Linked DNA regions of Mus musculus: region 2 is linked to region 1. Evidence: chromatin contacts called from public Hi-C data. All regions are on one chromosome and are shown on one strand. The core of a region is the stretch at or near the end of the contact, and the rest is flanking DNA. Distances in the headings are between cores, read along the strand shown.

Region 1 (6,183 bases), core at 2,715-5,214:
TGGAACTCTAGGGACTTGGTTCTTTCATTTCACAGTGTGTGGGTCCTGGGGATCAAACTCAGGTTGTCAGGCTTGGCAGCAAGCACCTTTCCCTGCCAAGCTATCTGGCCTGCCTTGCAGCCCTTCTCTTTCACCAGTATCTCAGCTTGTCCCCTAACTGTAGCCAGTGTGTGGTATGGTTGCTAGACCAGGCTACGTCTGAGGGGCATGACTTTAAATTGCTACAGCTAATTACAGGGAGGAGGCAGAATTCAGAACTTGAGGGGCCTCCAGGAGACCTGAGACGGAATTCTCCCCTCCCCCTGTCCCCAGTTACTAGGTAAACATGCTCTGCTTCGATGACATGTTTCCCTCATCATTGGACAAGATGAAGGAGCTGTTGGCTCTTTGGTCCTGAGTGGCGTGCCCCGGTTAGGTGCTGCAGCCAGCAAAGCATAGGGTACCCATGGGCTGCTGGGCAAGAAGCAGCTCGCAGACCAGTTTCTGTAGATGATCTCACAGATGTCTGCTGTTTCCTTGTTCCCACCTTTCACCTTTCCCAGACCCAAGCCACGAACGAGCTGGAGGGAATCTGCGGTACTTTGAACGGTTGTTAGAGGAAGAAAGAGGGAAATCACTGTCAAATCAGACAGACGCCGGACTGGCCACCCAGGAAAACTTGTACGAGAGGCCCACGGACTACCTGCCTGAGAGGGATGTGTACGAGAGCCTGTGTCGAGGGGAGGGCGTGAAACTGGTGAGACCTGGGAAGGGGCTGGTGGTCAGGCTGGAGATCTGAGCGCTGGCTCTGGGCAGGCACCATGGAAAGTTCCACTGCCTATTTGTATTTTTCTCCACATCTGCTGAGGCTGGTAGGTGGGCATTCCCTGATGCACAGGGCAGGAGATTGTCTCCTTGGTGCTACAGGGAGAAGTACCAAGTACCATCCTGTAGGGCATTATTGTGTGTCCCACTCACCCCAGTGTGCCTAGCTATCATTTGACTCATTGGTTTGAAGAAAACGATGGGTGTAGATGAACCTCAGGTCCCCAAGGTAGTCGTCGTGTAAATGACATGTAAGATGCAGTGGTAAACAAAGACAGTACTTGCTGGGGTTTGTTTTGAGAGCCACAGGGTCCCAGTGACCTTCACAGCTCCGCATGAGGGAGGCTCTCACCTTTCCTGGACCCCTGACTGGCTCTCAATAGTTTCTGTGTGGAACGGCGTCCCCCCATCAATAGTCCTTCAGACTTATTCTAATCTCCATGGAAAGGGTCGTGGAGTGCTCTCTGCCACAGGGGCTGTGGAAATGAGTGATCTTCTGAGAGAAGGGGGAGCTGTGTGATTGGGGTGAGGTCACTTCCTACTGAGGTTTTCTTCTGTGGTGAAGCTGAAAACAGTCTTGGTCATAGAGGGTGAGACCAGTGCATGCAGACAGCCGGTCTGGGACCGAGAGTAAGGACTCACTCTGCTCAGGCCCTGTGCTCTGTGCTCCGCAGACACCCCGGAGGCAGAAGAAGCTTTTCTGTAGGTACCATCATGGAAACAGAGTGCCACAGCTCCTCATCGCCCCCTTCAAAGAGGAAGACGAGTGGGACAGCCCACACATCGTCAGGTACTATGATGTGATGTCCGACGAAGAAATCGAGAGGATCAAGGAGATTGCTAAGCCCAAAGTAGGTGTCTCTGAGGGTCCTGCTGGGGCACTGAATAGGGTGGGGTGCAGTCCCTCCTGCTACCTCTATGGAGAAGTTTGTCTGTTCCCCACTCTCACCAATAGCTAGCATGAGTTCTTTGACATGCTGCAGACTTAGGCTGACCTTGAAGGTTCGTGGCCTACTAGGGAAGGAAAAGTTGGGATGCAGGAGGGGCAGACATAAGCTATGACAGCAGGTCATGCTGGGAGCAGGGCATCTCAGTAACAAGTACCAATTCACCTGGTTGAAGGGCTGGCATATGGGTTGTTTTTGGGGAAATGCATAGTTCCAGAAAAGTGGGACCTCAGAGCTGCAGTGAGGGGGAGGGCTGCGGTGAGGGGGAGGGCTGCGGTGAGGGGGAGGGCTGCAGTGAGGGGTGATGGGGGAGGACTGCAGTGATGGGGGAGGACTGCAGTGAGGGGGAGGGCTGCAGTGAGGGGGAGGCTGCAGTGAGGGGGGAGGGCTGCAGTGAGGGGTGATGGGGAGGACTGCAGTGAGGGAGAGGATTGCAGTGAGCAGTGACAGCTGCAGTGAACTGTCTGACTTGGAGGAGGATATACATCCATACAATCTGGATATCCCTCATCTTCTCCATTTATTCATATGTTTACTTTTTCAGTTCAAACACACTTTATACATTTTTTACTAAGCTTAGTAGTCCTTGGTTTGTTTTTGTGAATTTTCTTCTCGGGAGTATTTTAACTGGTTACATTGTTATATTAGTTTACTATTATATGCTAAATTATTTACATCTATCTATCTATCTATCTATCTATCTATCTATCTATCTATCTATCTATCTATCTAATGTATATGAGTACACTTTCAGACACACCAGAAGAGGGAATCAGATCCCGTTACAGAAGGTTGTGAGCCACCATGTGGTTGCTGGGAATTGAACTCAGGACCTCTGGAAGAGCAGTCAGTGCTCTTAACTGCTGAGCCATCTCTCCAGCCCCTGCATATTTCTTTTTTTTAACATAGGGTCTTATGTAATTCAGGCTGGCTTCAATCTATCAATCTATCTATCTACCTATCTATCTATCTATCTATCTATCTATCTATCTATCTTTCTATCTGAATATGTGGATAACCTTGAACTTCTGACCCTTCTGCCTCCACTTCCCAAGGGCTAGAATTACAGAATTACAGAAGTATAATATTATAGCATTTTCTACAATGCAGGCAATCAAACCCAGGGCCTCATGTGTTAAGCAAGCACTCCTTCAGCCGCTCCATGCTCCTAGCCTGCTATGCCTAACTATTTGTTTTGAAATGTACCTCATGGTGATAATTAGAGTTTATTTTCCCTTGAGAAAATGGAGAAAACTGGCCTGTGTGGACCAGAGGTGGTAGAAGTTAGTCCTTTTTTGGGCCGACTTTCTTGGGTTATCTCAGTAGGATTGTCCTTTGCAAGCAAGAAGATATTTTGCCTTCCTAATACAACTCCTTCGCCTTGACTGTCTTATTGAGCTGCCTGGAACTTCTACAACATTTTTGCAGCAGACATCCTTGTCTTGTTTCTGAGTATCATGGAAATCCAACTGGTATTTCTGCTTTGTATGCTTATTGACTGTTGGTTTTGTATATATGTCAGGTTGATACAATTATTCTTGGATGCCTAGCCCATAGATGACTTGATCCCATTTAATCTCTTCTGAAGAGAACTGTGGGCTGCCATTTCCCCCATGTTCTCCCATCACAGGTCATGGGGAGGGAGGAGTTAGCTGGCTCCTCTGGTCTTTGTGTGTAGTAGAATTGTAGTGACTGAGATGGCCAGGACTTCTGCTCATGAGCAGACCTCAGAGGTTCCTGTATTAGCCTCCAGAACCTTAGCACAGCCTTGGTTTGAAGACCTAGCACATCTGGAGACAGGGTCTTGCTCATGTCACAGATGTCACCGAGAGTCAGTCTAGTCAACGTGTATAGACAACTGTAACCGGGACTCATCTCACTTCCTGGGTCAGTTACAAAGTCCTCGAGAAAAGAAAACTATTTTCTGGGTTTCTAACCGAGAGAGGCACTGTCAAGCCGAAATCTCCAGAGATTCCTTACCTGCCTTAGTCTCAGACATTGAACATTTCTCTGTGTGCATGTGCATACATGAGAAGCATGAATCAGGAAGGTGGCTGGCGTTGGGACAATTGTGTTTTGAACAGGAGCCGTGTGACAAGCATACACATTGGCCGTCATTCACTGACCTCTTCTTTCCGGAGGCTAGGACAGACAGATGCTATTCTGGCTTTGAAGTGGGGCCAATGAGCTTAGCTTGGCTTGTGGAGAATGCCTGGCAGCTGTCTGTGAGTCCCCAGTCTGCTTTCAAAATAGCCCCGTCTGTCCCCAGGGCAGAACACAGCTGCCCAAAGTCTTTTTTCGGGCACCAGGCCAATGCTGAGGCTCCAATGTTTGCACTGTCTAGTGGCGATGGATGTCACCAGGCAGGGATGACTATCCATTAGGCTCAGAGAAGGACCATAGCCTGGGGAACCCGTCTTCGCTGGGTATGCTGGCTGCCATCTTCACATTAGAATGTTATGACGCAAAGTGACCAGATGGGCCAATTTACTTCCTTACCACATTTCCGTTATGGCTCTCTTCTCCATCTCTCTTGTCACCTCCTGTTCCAGGCCACTGCCATCTCTTGCCCTGATCCTTGTTCAAGCATTCTGTTAGTTTTTTCCCCCATTCTGGTCTCTTCTGTGTCACCTTTCCATAAGGTGGCACAATAGTCCTTATATTGTAGCCGTCCCATCCCTCCCTTACATAAGGCTGTCCCTATTTCAGGTTGACCATAAGATGGCAGCAGACCTCATCTCTTCTTCCCCCCAGCCTGTCCTCATCTCACTACATCCTGGAGCCTCAGCCTGTGTAGCCAGTGCCCTTTCATCCCGGGCCTTCCCCGCTGCTGTAATGTACAGGACTCCAGGTGCCTGGTACCCTAACCTGTACCAGTAGAGGGGCACGGTCCTAAGGAGGAAGGACCAGGGGGTTCAGAGATAAAGAAGATAGAACAGGTGGGCTCAGGAGGTCTCGAATAAGATATGTCTTTTGTCACACAGCTTTTAAAGAAGTTTGGCACCGTATATACTGTTTTCAGGGTATAAGTGAGACAGTGCCACTGAAAAGCTATCCTACAGTATGACAAAGTCAGCAGGAAGCTAATCAGGCAGTGTTGCACAAGGGGAATACAGGGCATCAGAGAGGAGCACACAAATTTGGGACTGACAACTATAGGCCCCTAGGGTGGGAAGGGTTTGGTTTTAGGATCCAAAGCTTCAGCTCCCCAAGGCCAGGGTCCCAGGCCATTACTAAGCCCACCAAGACTCAGACATTCCTTCCACACATGAGAGCCTCAGAGAATAATGACTTGGATCAGCCTGGCTCTCCACCGTACCCATCCACTGCAATCCTTTGGCTGCTCTCCCACGGGACATTACAGCTCACCCGTGAGCTTTTAGTAGTATGCTACAATTACCTGACCGGTTTTCTACTGTCTCCACTTGACCAAGTTATATGATGGCAGACGTCATGTCTCGGTCACCCAGCTTAGCACCTGGCACACAGTAGGTACCAATCAAATAGTTATTAAAAGCAAGAGTCAGCAATATTCTGTTTGGCTCATCTGTACTTCTGTCTGGACATGTCTTCCTTACCAGGCCCACATCATCTGAGCCCACTAGGACAGTCCACACCACAGATAAGGTATCTGTATCCTGCTGTAGACACGTCTATCCCTGCTGGCAGTACTTGCTAAGCCTTTATACGGAGACTGGGAACTAGGGTAAAGGGTGTGTGTATGTGTGTTTGTGTGTACGTGTGCACATGTGTGTATGTATGGTTTGCCCATAATGGGTGGCTTCTGCACCCACATACTTCAGATTCCTGCTGTTTACTTTGTTGACTCTAGGAGGGCCCCAAGAGACTGGAAACTGTCTCCTTGCTGAGTAGTGGGAGCCCAGCAAGGCAGGAGGCACAGCAGACAGTATTTGGATAGCTTCTTGGCAGAAGGGTGGGAAAACTTGACCAAGTCAAGAGAAGCCTCAGGTTGAGTCTGAGTGTTGTGGAATCATCAAAGCCCAGACTATTGTGTGGGCCTGTCAAGGAAGGCCTTGTTCAGGGAATATAAATGCATGAACCAAGCAGAGTTCATAAGCACAACAGTGCCGGCAGCATAGACCTGATAGGTGGTGGGGGTGGGGGTGGGGGTGGGGGTAGTGAGCAAGGAGGGTGTGCCAGGCCTCTGAGCACAGAGGAAAGTGGAGACTAGACTATAGCATCATGGGACCTTGGCTAGAGTCAGTCTCTGCAGCCGTCGCCCTACTGTGTGCCCTCCGTGTTCTCTGGGAAAACACCAACACCAAGAAGGATTCCTCTCTTTCTCCCTTTCAGCTTGCACGAGCCACTGTGCGTGACCCCAAGACAGGTGTCCTCACTGTTGCCAGCTACAGAGTTTCCAAAAGGTGAGTGGTGGGATGGGGTGGGGTAGCTGGTCAAGCCCAACCCTGGA
Region 2 (7,030 bases), core at 3,645-6,144, 210 kb after region 1:
CTCCTTGCCCTCCAAGAGTAAGTAGTTTCAGATTTTAGTGGCTCACTTAGTCAGTGATGCTGCCCTTTTATCTGGGAAAATACTTCACGCAGTTGAAATATGCTGTTGACCAGCAGGAAGGGACAGCTGTCAGTATCCAGTGCCTTCCCAACTGTGGACTCACATCAGAGGCCACACTGTCCTTACCTAGCTGGGCAGAGGGGCAGCATTCATAGGCAGGGCTGGAAAACTGGTTGGAACTTAGTGTTCTATACCTTCTGCTGTAAAGCCACGACCAGTGCCTGGAGGGTCTGAGATAGCAGGTGGACCTTTGGCTTGAAACCATCCGACCGGACCACATGCTTCAACTTCCTTGGATTTAGTCTAAGCCCGTGTTGTGCCTCTTGCATTCATCCTCTTGTCAGCATGTCACCCACACTTGTCCTCGATGTCACAGCACAGCCACATGCTTTCTTTGCGTGCCAAGAGTCTGGCTATGAGCCTTGATGGATGTTACGCTGTTCTTCTAGTGGGGAAATGTAGGAAATATGACCTGACGCTGATATTTGGCAGGAACGTCCAAGAAAGAGTTTCTTCTACCCTGTGGGAGGAATGTCCTAGAATCAGTCAGTGCTTTGGAGCCCCTGGTCAGGCCAGAAGAAAGCAGACTCTGTCAGTTCTGGGTGGAGCCAGGCTGTACCCAGTTACTGAAAAACACCTGCTGGTGCTCGGGGAGGGGGGGGGGCACCTCTTGCTTATAGTAACCTTGGAGTCACGTGACCTCTCTTCAGCCTCCTTTTCGAAAGTTAAGTGAATGCACTGTGACTGATGCAAAGAGGGATAGCTTCCGAGTGGGGGCCAATCTTGTATCACTAAAATTTTGACTTGGGTGGCAGTGTCTCACTGTCTGTACCAGGCACAAAGACAACTAGAGGAAGATCTGCACTTTGGTTCTGCAAACCACATCATTCAGAAAACACAGGATGACTCTGTTCTCAATGTGAGCAATCAGAGACTTTCTACATCCAGTTTGAAAAGACTGCTTTGAGATGGTGGCTCATCCCGGATTGGAGCAGCATGTAGAACCTCCTGGAAGACTCACCTCACACTTCCTAAGGAGACCTTTGTTGTCAGCTCCCAGAATCTGCAATGAGCATCCATTTCTCCTTCAGCCTTTGGAATCACACATAAAGATAAGTTATGCAGATAATCTGAATATTTCTGGGAATATTGAAGAATCCTATAGTCGTTTATAAAGTGATATTGGAATCTGGAAGAAAACGTGTGATTCGGAAAGGTCTGAACTCTGCCATTATGCTGGAGAAGAACAGAACTGAAGAACTGCCAACAGGGTTAGTCTCCTGCCTCATTTAAGAAGGTTGTGGAGAATCTTCATCTGTAAAGACAACTTTCTCTCCTGATCCTCAGGCCTTCTTGCCCCAAGTTGATGTTGTTTATCCGCACGTTAGCCAGACCAACTCTGTGGCACAAGGATCTACTTTGTATCATTCCTCTTCTGTATCTGGTATCTGGATCCTTAGAAACTTCCAGAACCTGAAGGTGAAAATTGCCAGGTGATTCTCAGAATACCTTAAGGACTCCAGGGCTTCCTAGGATTCATATCTTGAGGGTCAACTAGGAGAGAGAACATGGGTTCGGGCCTGAAGGAGCGCTGGGATAAAAAGCCAAGCACAGGTGAGGCAGATCCTATGAGTCTTTCTCTTTTCCAAAGGAAGACATTTTGACAACTACCTATTAGGGGAAAAAATAGTCACTTTTTAAGAAGCACATCCTTCTATGTCCCCCTGAGCCACCTCTAGTTGACATTACCGGAGAAATCACCAATTCACAGGCTGAGATCTCATCCATCACAAATCTTAAGCAGAGGGACACCTCTGTCACTTGAATTAGAAGACGAGGCTGTGACTGATGCCAAATGGATCACCTGCAAGATGAGCAAACAGGCCTCAGGGGATATAATTATGAGAAAGAATTTATTTTTATCCTCGTTACTGAATTCCATGTGATCATGGAGGGACGTTCTCGCTTTCTGCCCCTGGATAAATGTCATCATGGTTACTATCGGGCAATAAAGTGTCCCATGGTCATGATCACAGAGGCTGAATTCAGAGATGTCTAGTCAAACGAGGAACCAGTAGGCTTCTCCAAGGCCTCCCTGCCCCTGTGGGCTTGGTATGGAGCAAGGACACAATCCCCCATCCTTCTCCCCTCTCTGCTTCTTCTCCTGCTCCCTAGCCTTGTTAGTGGGTGCTCTGCCCTCTCCTACCAAGTTTGACAGGGGGATCAAGAACAAGGAAGTGGGTTGTGGAAGTTGGAGGATGGTCGATTGAGTATGTCTAAAGCTCACACTTTCTTTCACTGATGGATGCTTTTCTGAGTTCTGATGTAGGGATCAGTGCTTCTGAACCCTCTGCCACCATAGCTCCTAACTCTGTGCACACTTGACTCCCTCCTCCAGGTTTATAGGGAGAGAGTGTGGATCAGTTGCCTTTCTCATTGATATGACAAAAGCAGCTTAAAGGAGGAAGGGAGGGAGGGAGAGAGGGGGAGGGAGGGAGGGAGGGAGGGAGGGAGGGAGGGAGGGAGGGAGGGAGGAAGGAAGGTAGGTAGGTTGGTTCCATTTCCACTCATAATTTAAAAAGGATGGAGCCAGTCATGATGGGAAACCTGGCAGCAGGAGCCGAGGCAGATGTCATACTACATCCACAGTCAGGAAGTAGAGAGGGGTGGATGCTGGTGCTCAGCTCACTGTCTCCGTTTTATTCACTCTGGGATCCCAGCCTATGGGTTAGCTCTGCCTTTCACTCAAGGTGGGTCTTCCCATCTCAGCCAGATCTCCCTGAAAATGCCTCATAGAGCAGTCCTGAGGGTTGTCTTCCTAGGAGATCCTGTCTAAGTTAACCATTACAGGGAGGCAGGCTCCATTTCTCCTGGCAGACCAGCCTGGTAAACAGATTCCTCTTAAAGCAGCATCCATTCCAACCTTCTCAGCCTGACCCTGATTGTAGGGTGCTCCTACCTTTGGGTCTATTACTAGCTTGTGATCACTGGTCTCTTCTCTCTTCTCATGGGGTTCCCTGAAGCCTATTAACATCTATGTGAGCTTAGGTTTCAGATTAGGATTGAGAGAGGACTTGAAGACTCAGTGTAACCCTCTCCAAAGAAATTCTCCTCACAAATTTTGCTTCTCTCTCCCCTCTCCCTTTTTTAAAAGGCAAAATTCACATAGCACATAAGATTAACACCCTCTTTTAAAAACAGAGTCTCAGCCTATAGTCCAAGCTGGCCTTAAACTCAAAGAAATTCTCCTGCCTCAGCTTTCATAGAACCAAGACTACAGTTGCAAGCTACCACATCTAGTTTCAATTAACCATTTACAACTTGTTAAATCTTTTTAACACTTATTTGTTTTGTGTAGGGTTTTGGTAGCCCCCACCATGTCATGGTGTGCCATGCTATGGTTCATATGTCAAGGTCGAAGGATAACTGTCAGGCTCCTAATGAAACCCTTTCTTGCCTTCTGTTTTCAGGGAACCCCAAAGGTGCAATGCTCACCCACGGGAACGTGGTGGCCGATTTCTCGGGCTTTCTGAAAGTGACAGAGGTGAATAAAGCCAACTTCCTACACAGGCCTTTCTTCAGGACACACCTCCAGTTATTCTAGCCAGGGTGTCAACTTTTCAATATTACCATATGACTCTCTAGTCTTCAAATGTCTGGGCTGTATTCACGGTCATCCTGAGATGAACACCATGCAAGGGTCACAGAACGGGCATGGTTAGAACTGTATTCTATCATCATTGTTTTAGGGCAGCCGCTTGCAGGCAAGAAGTTCTTGTTTTTGCTAGGGCTGCCCCGCTTTTACAACCACTTTTATCCTCTAATACTGGTTTGGTTTGGTTTGGTTTTTGGTTGGGGTCTTACTATGTATTTCAGGATGGCCTCGAATACCTGATGCCCCTGCCTCAGCCTCCCAGATGCTGGGATTACAAGCATGAGCCATCAGACTAGCTTTCAGCCCCAGTGAGGAAATGACCCATCCCCCAACATTCACTTGATATCAAAAACTCTAAAAGCCCAGGGCGGGGGTTGGGGAGCATGTAAGCCTAATTTCATTCTTCAGTTCAAAAAATGAGACCCCTCCCAGCTCCTGTGTGCACCTTTATCTCAGAAGTAAGCCTCCGTGACTTGTTTGTCAAGCAGGCTGGGGTTTAATTTGGCCGTTTTGTGTTTAAGGACTACTAGAGTCTGAGAAACAGCGGCAGCTGCTAATTGTAAGGCTGTACGTAAAGGTAACTGCAAAGTCCAAAAAGCTTGCTTTCTTGGTCTGACCAAAGCATGGTAGTATTTATAATCAGTTAAGGAAGGAGGAGGGCCTGTCCCAAGCGGGGTGAGTATGTGCTATAGCTTCCTTCGGGAGAAGGAATGCCAGGCCCTTCCTCCACTGTGGAAAGGGTCTGAGTGTGTGCTACATGGTACCGTGGGGCATTATCCTTCAAACGCTGAGATGCTTTGGTGGGAAACGGAGGCATGATTGCTGGTTGAGATCAGGTTCAGAGTCATGATCCAAGATCCCGAAGTCTGTCCAAGCCGGCTCAAAAGCAAAAGGAGAGTGAAGACTTGTAGGACAAGACAGAACAGTTAGATCCCACTAAGGAAGTCCCCACCCTTTGTTGGCCGGAACAGCCTGTGTCTCTGGGACCAGTCCCATCTGGGAGACAGCTGTGGGATAGTGCCCAGCTTGTGTATTCTCCTTTAAGAACAGCCTGATTCCCAAGCGGTGGCTTGGGAGGCTACGTCTGGCCACCTGTTTGTGGCTTGGCCTCTTTTCCTCTGCCACCCGCCCACAACTCAGCCCAGCTGGCATAAATGATATGTAGGACTCTCTGAGCCATTTTCTCCACGAGGCCTAGAATGTGCCATCAAGCCGACTGAGACTGTGTGACACTGCTCAGGTAGCCAGGGCAGCAGATGTTACTTACAGAAAGGGCAGGGAGAGGAGAGAACCCGGGCTGGCGCCCACACCAACAGACAGAGACGACAAGTGAGGTGCAGGCCCGTCCTGAGAGGAGACTTCCCTGCGGAGCCTGGCTCTGCTGGTTTAAATGTGCTTCCTGTGGCTCTTTGCTTCTGCAGATAACCTACACCCACTGGCGCTGCGACCTAACACTTGGCTTCCCATGCTGCCTCTCTCTCTCCCTCTCTCTCCCTCCCTCCCTCCCTCCTCCACCTCTCCTCCCCACCTCCTCCTCTCTCTCATCATTTTCCCCTCTCTTCTCACCTCTCTCTGTCCTCCCCCCTTTCCCCTCCCCCTTCCCCAGGCCATTTTTTTTCTCTTTATTGTTTGATGACTCTCTCGTTGTCTTCCTGTCAGTGTTTCTTTCCTTTCTGTCTCCCATGCCCGTCACCTGCAGAAAGTGATCTTTCCGAGACAGGACGATGTGCTCATCTCCTTCCTGCCTCTGGCTCACATGTTTGAGAGAGTGATCCAGGTAAGCCTCCGACCTGGCTGACGGGGACTCGCCTGGGCTCCCTGTGTTCTCTTGCAGAGTCAGTGGGCCCCGACCTGTGCGGACGTCCACTTTTCCTACTTGCCTTTAGCACACATGTTTGAGCGCATGGTGCAGGTAAGGCCCCCCGGCATCAGGGAGGCTACCCTCCGTGCCCAGAACCTACACTTAACGGCAGGGTCTCACCGGCCGCCGGTTGTGTGAAGTAGGACCAAAATGACTGTATTCTTAGAAGGTAGCACGAGGGGAGCCAGAGAGATCTGAGGACCTTGGCCACCCCACCTGTCCTCCCTAGGCGAGATGCTTCAGGAAACACCCAGACTCACCTCGCCTTTCTCACAGTCACACCTCAGCTGGGAGAGGACCTGGGTTAGTGGCATTGGTTCCAAGAGCATGACAGACCTTCAAAAGTGCTTTGTTACCCCGGCTGTGTGTGGGACTGCTCTGATAGCCAGCATGCTCCTGTTCCATGACTTACAAACTTCTTAAGGCCAGAATGAAGCAGTAAAGCTGCGGCATCCATCTGTCATGGCTCTCAGTCTACAGATCTGGACTATGCACTGGTCCTCAGACAGTTCTTGGTGGGGTGGGGGGAGAGAGCAAAGCAGGGAATCCATATAGGACGGTGGAGTCGAAGAATTTCCCACACATGTGTCATTGAAAGGATCAGCCAGTGAATAAAAGATATCTTTCAAGTATATCAAGTATATCTCTACTCTGTCTGGTGGGGAGAGCTGGCGTCATTGGGCCTGGATTAGAATGCAAGCCATTATCGTCAACTAGTTTTACGCAGCTGGGCAAGCCACTTTACCTTTCTGAGCCTTGTGTTCTTCCCCCACCAATGATCATAGCTGGAACACTGCCTTCCTTAAAGAGCTGCCCTGGGCATTAAAGAACAGAGCACATGATAAGGCTCCTCCTGTGCTTCTGGCCCCATAGGAACCAGCCAGGAGCCCCTGGTCTCCCATCACCTCTAGTAACCAAGGAAGATAGCACTTCATGCCACAGTTGCAGAGATGTCTCTGGGAAATCCATTATGGAGTGTAGATAATAGAACATTTTAAGGACCCAAGTTTCCAGGGTGGGATGGGGTAGTTCATGTCTAGGGTTGAGAGTGGGTGTGAAGGAGCAGGCATCCACAAGAATGGCTACTCCAGTGTCATTCCACTTGACCTTCCCCTTAGGCCTGGCTGGAACTTGGTACAAAGGTTGTGGGTCAGTGGGCAGGTCACTCACCTGCCACTCAGTGTCTTATGGCAGCAGTCAGAGCTGGGTTGGGATTCTGGGTGTTCTCCATGGAGGGCAAAACTTTGGATAGCTCTGGCCTGCAGCCAGGAGTTCCCACCCTAAGCGATCCCACCTTCTTATCTTCTCCCCCAGTCTGTTGTCTACTGCCACGGAGGGCGCGTGGGCTTCTTCCAGGGAGACATCCGCCTCCTCTCAGATGACATGAAGGCTCTCCGCCCTACCATCTTCCCTGTGGTCCCACGGCTGCTGAATCGGATGTATGACAAGGTGGG

The links. A called contact is a pair of places that touch in the nucleus more often than the background predicts.
Region 2: a Hi-C map of myocytes shows a contact between it and region 1, with 2.0 times the contacts expected there. The contact joins two enhancer-like sites. A contact is called at or near these places in 7 of 484 Hi-C or Micro-C datasets (CD4 T cells, cerebellar granule neurons, cortical neurons and 4 more), 2 of 115 datasets of contacts at active chromatin or transcription factors (bone marrow-derived macrophages and cardiomyocytes) and 2 of 9 other capture datasets (liver and pancreatic islet).

The regions. Positions count from the first base shown.
Region 1 is chr11:54,118,592-54,124,774 of GRCm38.p6, forward strand. P4ha2 (procollagen-proline, 2-oxoglutarate 4-dioxygenase (proline 4-hydroxylase), alpha II polypeptide) reads left to right here. Exons shown (of 16, transcript NM_001136076.2): 8 at 543-736; 9 at 1,479-1,655; 10 at 6,066-6,136. Among named protein-coding and RNA genes, the nearest start is that of Gm12223, 20 kb to the right of the region's middle. Within about 2 kb of position 3,965, at least 62 of the 459 cell types and tissues checked have an H3K27ac peak or open chromatin away from gene starts, as enhancers often do. A contact at or near this core is called in myocytes, where this site is marked.
Region 2 is chr11:54,331,522-54,338,551 of GRCm38.p6, forward strand. It overlaps Acsl6 (acyl-CoA synthetase long-chain family member 6), which reads left to right. Exons shown (of 21, transcript NM_001033598.1): 10 at 3,531-3,604; 11 at 5,415-5,492; 12 at 6,891-7,025. Among named protein-coding and RNA genes, the nearest start is that of Gm12224, 10 kb to the right of the region's middle. Within about 2 kb of position 4,895, at least 26 of the 459 cell types and tissues checked have an H3K27ac peak or open chromatin away from gene starts, as enhancers often do. A contact at or near this core is called in myocytes, where this site is marked.